Linked DNA regions of Mus musculus: region 1 is linked to region 2. Evidence: chromatin contacts called from public Hi-C data. All regions are on one chromosome and are shown on one strand. Each heading gives the region's core, a stretch centred on a gene start, on an enhancer-like site or on the middle of the called end of the contact. The rest is flanking DNA. Distances are from core to core; before and after follow the strand shown. Region 1 overlaps Mapkap1 (mitogen-activated protein kinase associated protein 1). Region 2 overlaps Mvb12b (multivesicular body subunit 12B).

What was found. Hi-C and Micro-C count contacts between places; a contact is called where the count stands out from the background.
Region 1: a Hi-C map of cortical neurons shows a contact between it and region 2, with 2.1 times the contacts expected there. The contact joins two enhancer-like sites. A contact is called at or near these places in 1 of 484 Hi-C or Micro-C datasets (cortical neurons), 2 of 115 datasets of contacts at active chromatin or transcription factors (embryonic basal ganglia and embryonic stem cells) and 1 of 9 other capture datasets (embryonic stem cells).

What each region holds. Positions count from the first base shown.
Region 1 is chr2:34,543,198-34,548,759 of GRCm38.p6, reverse strand. The region is part of intron 7 of Mapkap1 (mitogen-activated protein kinase associated protein 1); the gene reads right to left. Among named protein-coding and RNA genes, the nearest start is that of Gm34178, 29 kb to the left of the region's middle. Within about 2 kb of position 2,164, at least 44 of the 459 cell types and tissues checked have an H3K27ac peak or open chromatin away from gene starts, as enhancers often do. A contact at or near this core is called in cortical neurons, where this site is marked.
Region 2 is chr2:33,792,950-33,798,279 of GRCm38.p6, reverse strand. All of the region lies in intron 7 of Mvb12b (multivesicular body subunit 12B), which reads left to right. It overlaps Gm33856 (a long non-coding RNA gene), which reads right to left. Exons shown (of 3, transcript XR_374264.4): 1 at 1,232-5,330; 2 at 1,002-1,079; 3 at 1-718. Among named protein-coding and RNA genes, the nearest start is that of Gm33856, 6.0 kb to the right of the region's middle. Within about 2 kb of position 3,704, at least 30 of the 459 cell types and tissues checked have an H3K27ac peak or open chromatin away from gene starts, as enhancers often do. A contact at or near this core is called in cortical neurons, where this site is marked.

The DNA.
Region 1 (5,562 bases), core at 915-3,414, 750 kb before region 2:
CTGGTATACACTTTCATATTTTCTATTAGCACACTCAGTAGGTGATTTTAAAAAGTGATCATCTGATCAGACAGTATCTATCAGTGCCCACTAAGGAGGAAGAAGAGCATACAGGCTGTGTCCCCCTGGCCCCTCTTACACCTTTAGAATATGAGTTGGCTGTGTATTTTTTCTATACATGGTATGTACAGTGATTCCTTCTACTGCAACAATTGCCTGGCTGTGGCATGCTCCTCTGGCTCTTGATGATGCCGGAGAGACATATATATGTACATATAGATGTATATATGTACACGTATATATATATGTACATTTACACACACACAAACACACACATATAGGTATTGGGAGCTGGGTGGCAATGCTGTATAATGTGAATAGCCTTTTGATTTGAAGATATTTAAGTGTTCACTTAATGTTTCAACTGTGAAATAACTTAGTCTCTCACAACGAAAATGCAATGAATTGTTCCTAAACAAATAGTGGCCCGATGGGCTGGAGAGATGGCTCAGCTGTTAAGAGCACTGACTGCTCTTCCAGAGGTCCTGAGTTCAATTCCCAGCAACCACATAGTGGCTCACAACCATTTGTAATGAGATCTGATGCCCTCTTCTGGTGTGTCTGAAGACAGCTACAGTGTACTCACATACATAATAAGATAAATAAAAATCTTAAAAAACAAACAAACAAACAAACAAAGGGTGGCCTGGGCCAGCAGCCAGTGAAAAGGCTGCAGGTCATGAGACAGCGTTTTAGTTGATTTTACAAAATGCATCAGTCACCACCTCTGGGCCAACCAAAGTTCTGGCAAACCAAAAGGAAATCATTATTGTTCACAATTAATTTACTTAAGTTCAACATCCCTCTGACAAAGGAAAAGGATCTGATCATACTTGTCTTTAGAAAGGTAGTCATCAACATCTGGCAAGATTATCAGGTTGCCAGTGTCAGTTCCAGATCTGCTGCTGCAAAGCCAAGATGCTACAAGGCTGAGGCTCTGAGACCTGCCAACCTTCCCAGCCACTGAGCCAGGCAGAGTCACTCACTCTTTGGGAGTCTGCCCAGCTCCTACTGCCTGGTCCAGTGCTGGTGGACAGGACAGGGGGCTCATGGAAACAAAGAGAAAGTAAGGGCACGACTGACGCTAGAGAAACACAGACGGACACGTGAAGCTACAAGCAAGAACCACTGTCCTTACATCTTGTTGCTTTACTCTCTTCTTCCCATGCTGCCCAGCACAGCAGAGGCTGCTGGAATACTTACTGAGCACTAAGGATGCTTTTGACAACTGATGCTTGAAAAATCTGTGTGACCCTTCAGTGCGTTTGTTTGTTTTACTTAAATTGTAATTCATCTTAATTCATATTGTTCCACTATTAAATGTAGTACAGGGGAAAACCCAGCACACTCACATTTTGCTATGGTCTGGTATTCCTTTGACTTAGTAGTGACAGTCTCTAGGAATACTGAAGAGCCCCAAGGCCACTCTAGTTCCTCCAGCACTAGAGCTTTACTTGGATCTCACTGGCTTTCCCTGTGGAAAACTAGTTTGATGACAAAATGGCACCCCCACACTTCATCCTGTGACCTAGGGAGTCACAGAGGCAGGTGTGGATGATAGCTGCCTCCTGGTGCAAACCCAATGCTGTTGGCCTGAATTTAAACTATCGTTGTCTCTAGACATTATCACAATAAGAAAAAGACAGCCTCACTGACTAGCTCTTGCTTGGGTTTCTGAGACTCACAGAGCCCAGGCTGGCACTGAAGTCCTTATCCTTTTGCTCCTCTCTCTCAAGTGTTGGGATATCAGCTTCTTTTCCCCTACAGCATCACACTCCTATTCTAGAAGGAAGTAGATTGATCTTTCTAGGGGAGGGGTGTACACATGTCTCCACTGAGCTAGCTATGTGTCCTGAAACGAACCCAGTACTGAGGACACACCTTTCCACAGCAATCACAGGTACATGGTAGAAAGTTCTTTCAGCTGCAACTGACCGAAAAGGAAGAGCTCTGCTGTCATATTGCAGCTGCTGAAAACTTCCTTCTGAGCTGCTTATGGAGGAAAATGGCTCTTGTGTCAGGCCTCTGCAAGCAGTGGAACACTGTGGAGGATGCTTGGCTGGTCTCGGAGAAGTCTGCTGGGGTGGGCTAACTCTTGTAAAGGAGTGGTTTTATGCAAAGTAGCTAACACAATCTTGGCAGAGGAAGAATTCTTCCAGCTGGCAAGAGGATCCACAGAAGGCTGGCATGCCTGTAGAAAGGGTCTTCTGCTTGTGCTGGGTGGGGTAAGACTCATACTCTTCCCAGAGACAGACACAGCACCCCGAGCCTCTTTGCTTGTAGTAATCCTACAGTCATTCTCATGATATCCTCTTCATGCAGCCGTTCCTGAGAAGCAGCAGCAAAGTGCTAAACCTCTCTCTACCACAGAAACATGCAAATGCCACTTGTAAATAAGTAAGTTCCTTGGCAGCACCCTTCTGCTGGCTTTACCTCCAGACTCTCTGGCACAGGAAGCTGATGACATAAGCTGTGTGACAAAGGAGTCTTGTGATATCAATCCTCCTCTATCATGGCATGGGCATCCTTGTTAGGAAAGCAGCTGTTTCTTGGAAACGGTGCTTCCAGCAGCCTCAAGTTCAAGTGCAATACAAGGCTCCTTCTATATCACATTAAGTTTCCTACAGACTTAACTTGCTGGAAACATAAAGTTATAGGCAAAAGCCAGGTCAATGAATGGAAACAAAGTAAAGCAACACCTCCAGAGAAACTTAGGCCCAAGGGTGATGACAACACGTGACTTCCACTGAGTTCTCTGTATAGATTAAATATCTTATAAGCACCCGGCAATCCTACAACCTTTTCAGAGCCTGTGACTGAGGCTGCAAGGGGTTCATGACTTGTCTCATTTTACAGCTTATCAGAGGTGCTGCTGAGGACTCAGGGTGATTTATTTCCAAAGTCTAGGTTTTTCCTACAGCATCACACTCCCATTCTAGAAGGAAGCAGATTGATCTTTCTAGGGGAGGGGTGTACACATGTCTCCACTGAGCTAGCTATGTGTCCTGAAATGAACCCAGTACTGAGGACACACCTTGTAGTCGTGAACAGGACAATACAGGGACCCATGAGTTTAGGTCTCAGGTTATTCATTACTACTGTGTAGCCTCTCTTAGCTCTAGTGTCACTCCATATATAAAATGAAACTAACAGCCAACTAAAATATGTGTTTGAAAAGTGCTGATGTAAGTGGTAATAATTATTATCAATCTGTAACTTTACATGGAAAGTTAAAGCCACGGGTAAATGAAAGAAGGAAACCATGACCTCAAATGTTATTTAACATATTATGTATAGAAAAATAAAATATCCCACACTACTGGGTATCTTCCCGTGCTGCTTTCTGTCTTATTGGCTTGAAAGTCTCCCACTACCCCAGAAACTGACTGTTTTGTCTAGACCAACTAAGCAGCCTGTTCTTGAGCTCTGCCTGTCTGCCTCCCGGCGCTGGGCGGAGCGGCGTGTGCAGTGAGCATCTAGCCTTTTACACGGCTGCGCTCCCTGGGCTTACGGGCTACATGCTTTGACCACTGAGTCACCTCTCCAGCTCCCCACCCTCCATTTTATTATTAACTTTGGTAGCCCTGAAAAGCTGACAACTGTACACAAAAAATTCAGGTACCTACTGCCACATTCCATACCTAACACTTGACCCCATTTGCTCCAGCAAGTATTTACCCCACTCCCATCTTTTCGAATGCATTTGAACCAGGAGACAGATACCAGCATATTTAGAACACCCTGTAGTTAAATGGCTAACTAGGATTCAATGTTTACAATTCTATTTTTACTTTTAGGCACAATCTGCACACAGTGGGATAAATAAACTTCACAAGTGCCGCTTGCTCACCTGTGCTTGTGCAGCCCAGCTCCTGACCTCACGTGGACTGTCAACACACAATCTATTTCCCTTAGCCTAGAAAGCTTTCAACAGCCTTTCACAGTGAGGAAATTCTGTGGTTGAGAAATATTACACAGAACTTAAAAATCTAATTTTATCTGTTACCTGTTATCAATACTCACGAATTGTGCAGGTGTGTTTACATACATACACACACACACACACACACACACACACACACACACACACACACACACACACACACAGGTGTGCACACATATTCCCCATTCATGGCATTCACAACCATAAAAGCAAAACAGGATACAGCCCAGGTCACAAGGTCTTGTGTAGAGATTAAACATAAAAATGCTGGGAATACTATTAAGTTTCCAATGGACATCAAAGTCATTTTGTTGGTACTTCCTCTCTACTTCTTTCCCCCTAATTTAAAGATGCTGCTTTGAAATAGAAAACAGTAATGAGGTAAAAAAGAAAAAAAAAACACCCAGTTAAATGAGAGCTGTGGGAAAAGGCACCTCTCTGCATAGGCAGTCCTCTCCCAATTTATCCACTCTGACTTCAGCTAATTAAACATCCGTCTCAACGGCCTCCTCGGCAAATTAGTCATCCCCACTTTGTGACACTGATTGTTGGTTGCAGCCTCTCCCCACTTGCTGCCATTCCCAGAAACTTGTAGGAGTTTTCTCACCAGGCACATGGCAAGGAATGATGCAGGGTCTCCATTAGCCCCCTACAGTTGCCCTTGGTACCAGTGCTGTTTGTAATGCTGCCAGCCATGTCCTCAGACATGCCTTCCCAAAAGAAACCTGTTCAGGGGTGACAGTTTTGTCTACATTTCTGAGTTCCAGTGTATGATGCACTTTCCAAGTGCTAGTACATATACCAGACGGAAAAGAGGTATTAAATAAGCATTTCATTGAAAATCTGTTTTACGATAGCTTTGATGAGGAAGGAAGGAAGTAGTACAAGGTCTCAAAGGAACTGAACTGAGTTCTGGTAAATCACCACAGATCCTCTGAGCACTGAAGCTTTGTGAGTGGATCAAATGGCCAGCAGGCAAACAAGGAAAGCTGCCCGGCTTGGCTGTATGTGCACACGCTCCTTGTCACCTGCCTGCTGAGAGAGAGAGAAAGAGAGACGGCAGGCGGGGAAAACCTGATTTTGCACTATAGGATACATTTTACACGTTACTCAAGTCAGACTTCTTAAAATGCCTTTTCCCCTTAAAAGAGCTTACTGTCCATCCTAAGTGGTAGCATCTTTTAGAAAGACAAATGGCTAACAAGCACATTTGAAAATACTTAACTACACTGAAGACTCAGATAAAGAAAGTAAAATGAGACACTAGCAGCTGTCTGTCTACCAGTTTGGAAAAGCTGAAAGACTGGTAGAATACAATGTTGGTAAGCCCTGGGAGCAGGTACTTAGCAGGTACATACTTCAGGAGTGGTGGGGCTGTGTAACAGCTGCTCTAGAGATGATCTGTCTCTCTTCATATGTGCGGGAGATATGGAAGCCAGTGGTCAGTATCTGATATCTGCCTCATGGCTCTCATCTGTGAGATGGCTTTTCACTGAAGGCAGCTAGGTGAGCTCCAGGAATCGTCCTGTCCAGTACTAGAGTTATACAGGTATATAACC
Region 2 (5,330 bases), core at 2,455-4,954:
TCCCGAGGGAAGGGTCTCCATGCCGTTTCCTAACCCAGGGTACTTCTTCAGCCGAGTGGCAGATGCACTTAATGACTGCGCCTCCAGAGCAGTGGAGCTGGGCGCCCAGGCCTCTGCTGACTGCAGTTAGGAGCTTCACGAAATTGCCTTTTCAAAATAGTTTTTGAAATTAAAATATAATTACAGTTTCTCCCTTCTCTTTCCTCCCTCTAATTGCCTTTTAAACCACAGAAAAGTTTTTAAAATCTTTTGGGGGGGCATTAAAGGTATAAAAATTAAGCAAATACAAATGAAAACTGTCAAGTGAGGAAAGCCACACACACACACACACACACACACACACACACACACACACACACACACCTCTGGCCCCAAGGGACACCACTGTGCAGAAACACAGGGTCCTTGTCAACCCCCTCCCCCCCAGGCAGGTGGCCCAGTGTCCTGATCTGGCCTGGGTCGGCCGCTCCATGGCTTTGACTCCCTACTCCCTAGTGTTAGGTCCCCCACAAACACCCCTAGCAGTCTCTGATTGCTCAAGCCACATCTTCCTGGCCTCCATGGCTGCACTCTGAAAAACCAGATCCTCTTAAGACACTTAATGCCGAGGACGGCTGAAGGTGCTTGGGTTGAAGTCTGTCCTCTTGTCAGGGCAGACAGGAGGACACTTTTCTCTGAAGCAGAGATCTGTGGATGAGCTGAGGAACGCTGGCTTGGGCTGCGAAGGCACGAAGCAATTAAAAATAATTAATGATTCCTGAGGATCAGCCTTTCTCCATGCAGTTTTAATCCAGTTCTCATTTAAATTGGAAGATGGACATTTAATTATCAGTATTATGAAACTCGTGATTTATACATTTCATCCAATGGGATAAAATTTCTGCCAGCAGCTCTTCATCTTGTGGCAAAGAGTCTGTATGTCTTGTGAGGGGCGGGGGACATACTTTATGGCAAAGAGACTGTGTGTCTGGGTGGGGGTTGCTGCTTGTTTGAAACCTTACCAGCTGTACAAGCAGAACACTCCACCCCAAACATAGTTCCTTTCATTTGGAGTGACTTGTCTGTCTGTCTGTCTGTCTCTGTGAATAGAGAAGTGGATATGATTGCTCATACCTGCAATCCCAGCACTAAGGAGGCCAGGCAAGGATCAGGTTGCTGTGAGCTCCAGCTAACTGGAGTGACACAGCTTGACTCAAACGAAACACTGAAAACATGCCTGCCTTATGCCTACCTTGTGCCTTAGTGAAGCTTTTCAGGCTGGGATCGAGAGAAGTGAGGCTCAGATGACAGGGCAGCCCAGATGTCCTGTGGCATGCAGATAACGCTTGGTTCCACTTGTGGCATGCTGTGGGTCTCCTCCTAGTTCAAATATGAGCTGAGTGGTTCACTAATGATGTCCACTGGATGCTGCCTCTGTGTTCCCTGTGTCCCTGTGGCCTTCATCTCTCGTGGACATGCTGTTGTGGCCTGAAGGGATGTTGCATTTCCCAGCTCCGCTTTCCTTTATCTATTGGAGCGCTGGGGATACCTAGGACGACTTAGAAAGCTGTTAGGTGCCTAGACACACGAATGCCCAGCAGGGAGAGGCGACTTGAACCAGCCACAGAGTGCAGTGTGGGGGACATTCCAGAATGCAGTGAAAGTGGCTGACCTGACAGCAGTGCTCAGGTCCAGAGGGAAGTGAGTGGTGGCAGTGGTGGCAGTGGTGGCAGTAGTGGCAGGGGTGGAAGGGACTTCGGTTACCACTGTGGGAGCTGTGGCTCACCTTGTGTATCTGTTGGGCCTAGCCATGACTGGCAGTGAGATCAAGTCTACAGAAAAATATATAATAAGGATAAGAAGAGCTGAACAGAAGGATGGGAATTGATCACCCAGCATATCTGTAGATCCTGATGTAGAGGGGTGGCTGACAGGTGGCCAGGTTCGCTCTGTACACAACCATGTGTGCGCTGTCAGGCGCACGCACACTGCCTTGTTTCGATTGATGAATTGCCTGCTTTCTTGATTAAACCTTCCGTCACTTAAGAAACAAAAAGCCTGTGTTTAGATGGCAGAGTGGGACATGTCAAAAAAATCTGTCTCCTTTACCTTTGTGCAGATGTGGGCACAGACTGTAACATGTATTATTAAAATGAATGTGGCATTTACTGTGCATTATTCCTTCCCTGGGAGAAAGGACTGTAAATTATATGCTAATAATAAGCTTTAACCCTTTCGAAATGCAGAAAGATTTAAGAGTGCAAATCCTCACAGAGGCCTGGCTAATTGGATATGCTTTTGTACATTCCCCGTGGCCACCGTGTCACAGGAGTTAATGAACACTACGCATAGGCCCGTTCACAGGGGCACTCAAGAGCTCGAGCCAGTGTCTCTGCAAGGCTCCACAGAGGGGCTGAGCCTGACACCCTGCCCGTGGCCCATGGCTGGACCGTGCCCTATGAATCCTCAGCTGGAATGTTAGCATGGCCCCTCCTCATTTACTACAAGCCCACTTGGCTGGGCTTGTGGTCTAGCCCAAGCAGGTGCCTAGACACACGAATGCTGTGGCTTGCCCCCTTGACCAACCCTTTCTAACTGTAATGTCCTGCTGTCCCGGTGACAAGTGCTTCCTCCAAGCACAGCCTGAGCCTTCATCTGCCGGTCAGACCTGCATGTCTCCCATGTCCCCAGCCATGAGTGACTGCATCCTTCCAGACCTCTCCTGCCCAGATCAATCTGCCCTTTGACATGTCGCACCCCTGTCCTGCCAGCCTGCGTCACTCTCTACGTCCGTGCTCCACTCTGCTTTTGCATCAGGCACAGCACCAGTTCCACCTACCTTGCCTTTCAGTAGACAAGGGCCTGTTTGGAAGCCTGGGGGCGGGCTTCTCTGCTCTCTAAGTCAGGAAGATGTGGGTAACACAGCCCACAGAAGGAGCAAGGCTAAGCCGCTGCTCATTCAGCAGACTCCGGGGCCCATGGCAGGCTCTGTGATCATCAAGAGACCTGTTGGCAAAGGCTGTCACATCATGCTCAGAATTTTGACACATGCTACCCAGCTTTCAGAGAGAAATCCTGGGTGCAGCCTCCCAGGTTGTACACTGCACAGTGTGCATGAGTAGCATCCCCTAGAGGCTTGCATTATGCTCAGGCAGGTGATACATTGCTGTAGCTACTCTCACACCTGGGAAAGACAAGGAGTGTCCAGCCCCCCCCCCCCAATTGCTGGGAGGATCCAGGGCTTAGTAAAAACAGTTTGCAAGGCAGGAGGTCTTGTGGGAATAGGGGTGCTCTCCATACTCACTTTCTCTGCTGGACATGACCTGTGGAGGAGCCCAAAGATTTGTGGGGAGTCCTGACTCAGGACACACTGGCACATGCCCAGCATGGTCTTCACTGCAGCCTTGTGCTCCCTCCCAGAAGTCTGACGGATATGGTCACTTCTGACTGTTAGGGAAGATTTGTTCTTCCCCACCCCAGTACAGGGAAACGGCAGTAAAGGCTCTGCGACTCTTCAGCCAGCATCTCTGGAAGCCGGGAAGCCGAAATGCATCATCACTTACAAGTGGGCTGTTTTCTGTGGCAGACAGCCCACAGGCCCTTCTGGGGAGGCGACAGGATGACGGCTTAGGGGCAGGAAAGAGGGAAGTGCCAGGCAGGCAGAGCCTGCCAGCAGCATCTATAAAATCTTTCTGCATGTGCCTTTGGTGTCTGCAGGAAAAATCCTTGGTGGAGCTGATGACTGCCGGGGCCTTTGTGCGTGCTCCTACTCTCTGCAGGTGGGGGAGCACCAAGACCTATTCCAGTTTAGTCATTATGGAAAATTAAAATATTATGAGGTGACAGGTACTTCAGAGCTCTTAAGTAGGTGGCCGACTCCCACTGCGTTCTCGGTCTGTATCTGGCTTGAAAGCCTGGCAGAGCTTGAGCAGCAATGCCTTCAATCCATGGGTGAGGCAGACAAGGGGCCTTGGATGGACCTTGACAGGAACTTGCAGATCAACTTCAGGCCCAAGTTTCCCACCTGAGCAGCACCTGAGATGCCACATCTCCCAGGTCAGTTTGGCAAAAACAACTGCAGTTGTTTGAGACAAGGTGTGGTTGTACCCCCATCAGGGCCACAGGTACCATGTATACATGCAGCTCAAGGTGGTCCAAGATCCTGCCTGATGCTATGTATCTACAGGCCCTAGACCTCATGGGCACTCTGTTTAGACAGCACCTTGACAGAGAGCAGGTATCTGGGCACTCCCTCCTCCCACTGTGTTCATCTTCTCATAACTTCCTTCCTGGCAGAGGACCCCATTGCAGGCCTGGCCCAAAGCATACTAATAACCAAGGAAGTGTACTTAACCCCAGCTCTTCATCTGCTCCTGACACCTCTGCTGGGGCTGCTCTGGACACTGCTGTCTGCAGAGGCTTGCGTATCAAGTTTGCCTTTTGTTCTGTTCTCCATGTATGTGTCTCTCGCAGTAATCAACCGTCAGCTGAGAGGGGAGGAGAGGATATTACGGTAATGTCTTTCATTTAAACACATTTAGGGAGCTAAAATAGATGACACCTATCTATTTTATTAAAATAGATCGAGTTAATAGAAATAATGTATTTAATTATACCCGCCCTTCCCCGGGTGGAACCCCTGAGTGCACTGTTTGGGCCTTTTGTCACTAATGTAAAACCCAAGACAATTCTAAGTAGGAGAAGGAGTTTAGAGAGATGGACCCGCCCAGCACTGCACCCAGGGCTGAGATTTAAATTCAGGTTTGGACATCAGGCCCTGAGGCCGTGGCTCTTGTTCAGTCCAGGCTGCTGTTTGTTTCTCTCCCTTTGTCAGCCTGAAAGGTGAAAGTGTACAAGCCCAAATGATTCACGAAAGCACCCAAGTGTCAGGGTGGCCCCAGTGCTCTGGAAATCCCTACTGCCTCAGCCTCTCAGCTCTCATTAGGGAGAGAGAGGCCTTGAACACATGGCTGACTAGGATCTCTAAGTCCCAAGGGCGTCAGGAGCAGGCAAAGACTCCACAGGGGTGTTGCTGTTACTACAGTACTCCAGACCCATTCTCGGGTCTTTTTTGGGACAGCTAAGGGGATGAAGGAAGCACCTCCAACAACCCCTTATCAGGAGTGGGGCCGTGCGAGTTGTGCTGTGTACATCTTTGTCTCCCGTGCTGCAGTCTTCCCTGAACCTTAAAATGATGGGAGGTGGCCAAACCCACCATGCCACATAGTGGCATTGAACCCTCAGTTCCTTTCCCTGTTGTGAGCTTTGTAGCTCCATGAGTTCCTGTGTCTGTCCACCAGCATCAGGTCCCATCTGAGCTGGGGACCACCTCAGTGTCACCTGCCTGCCCT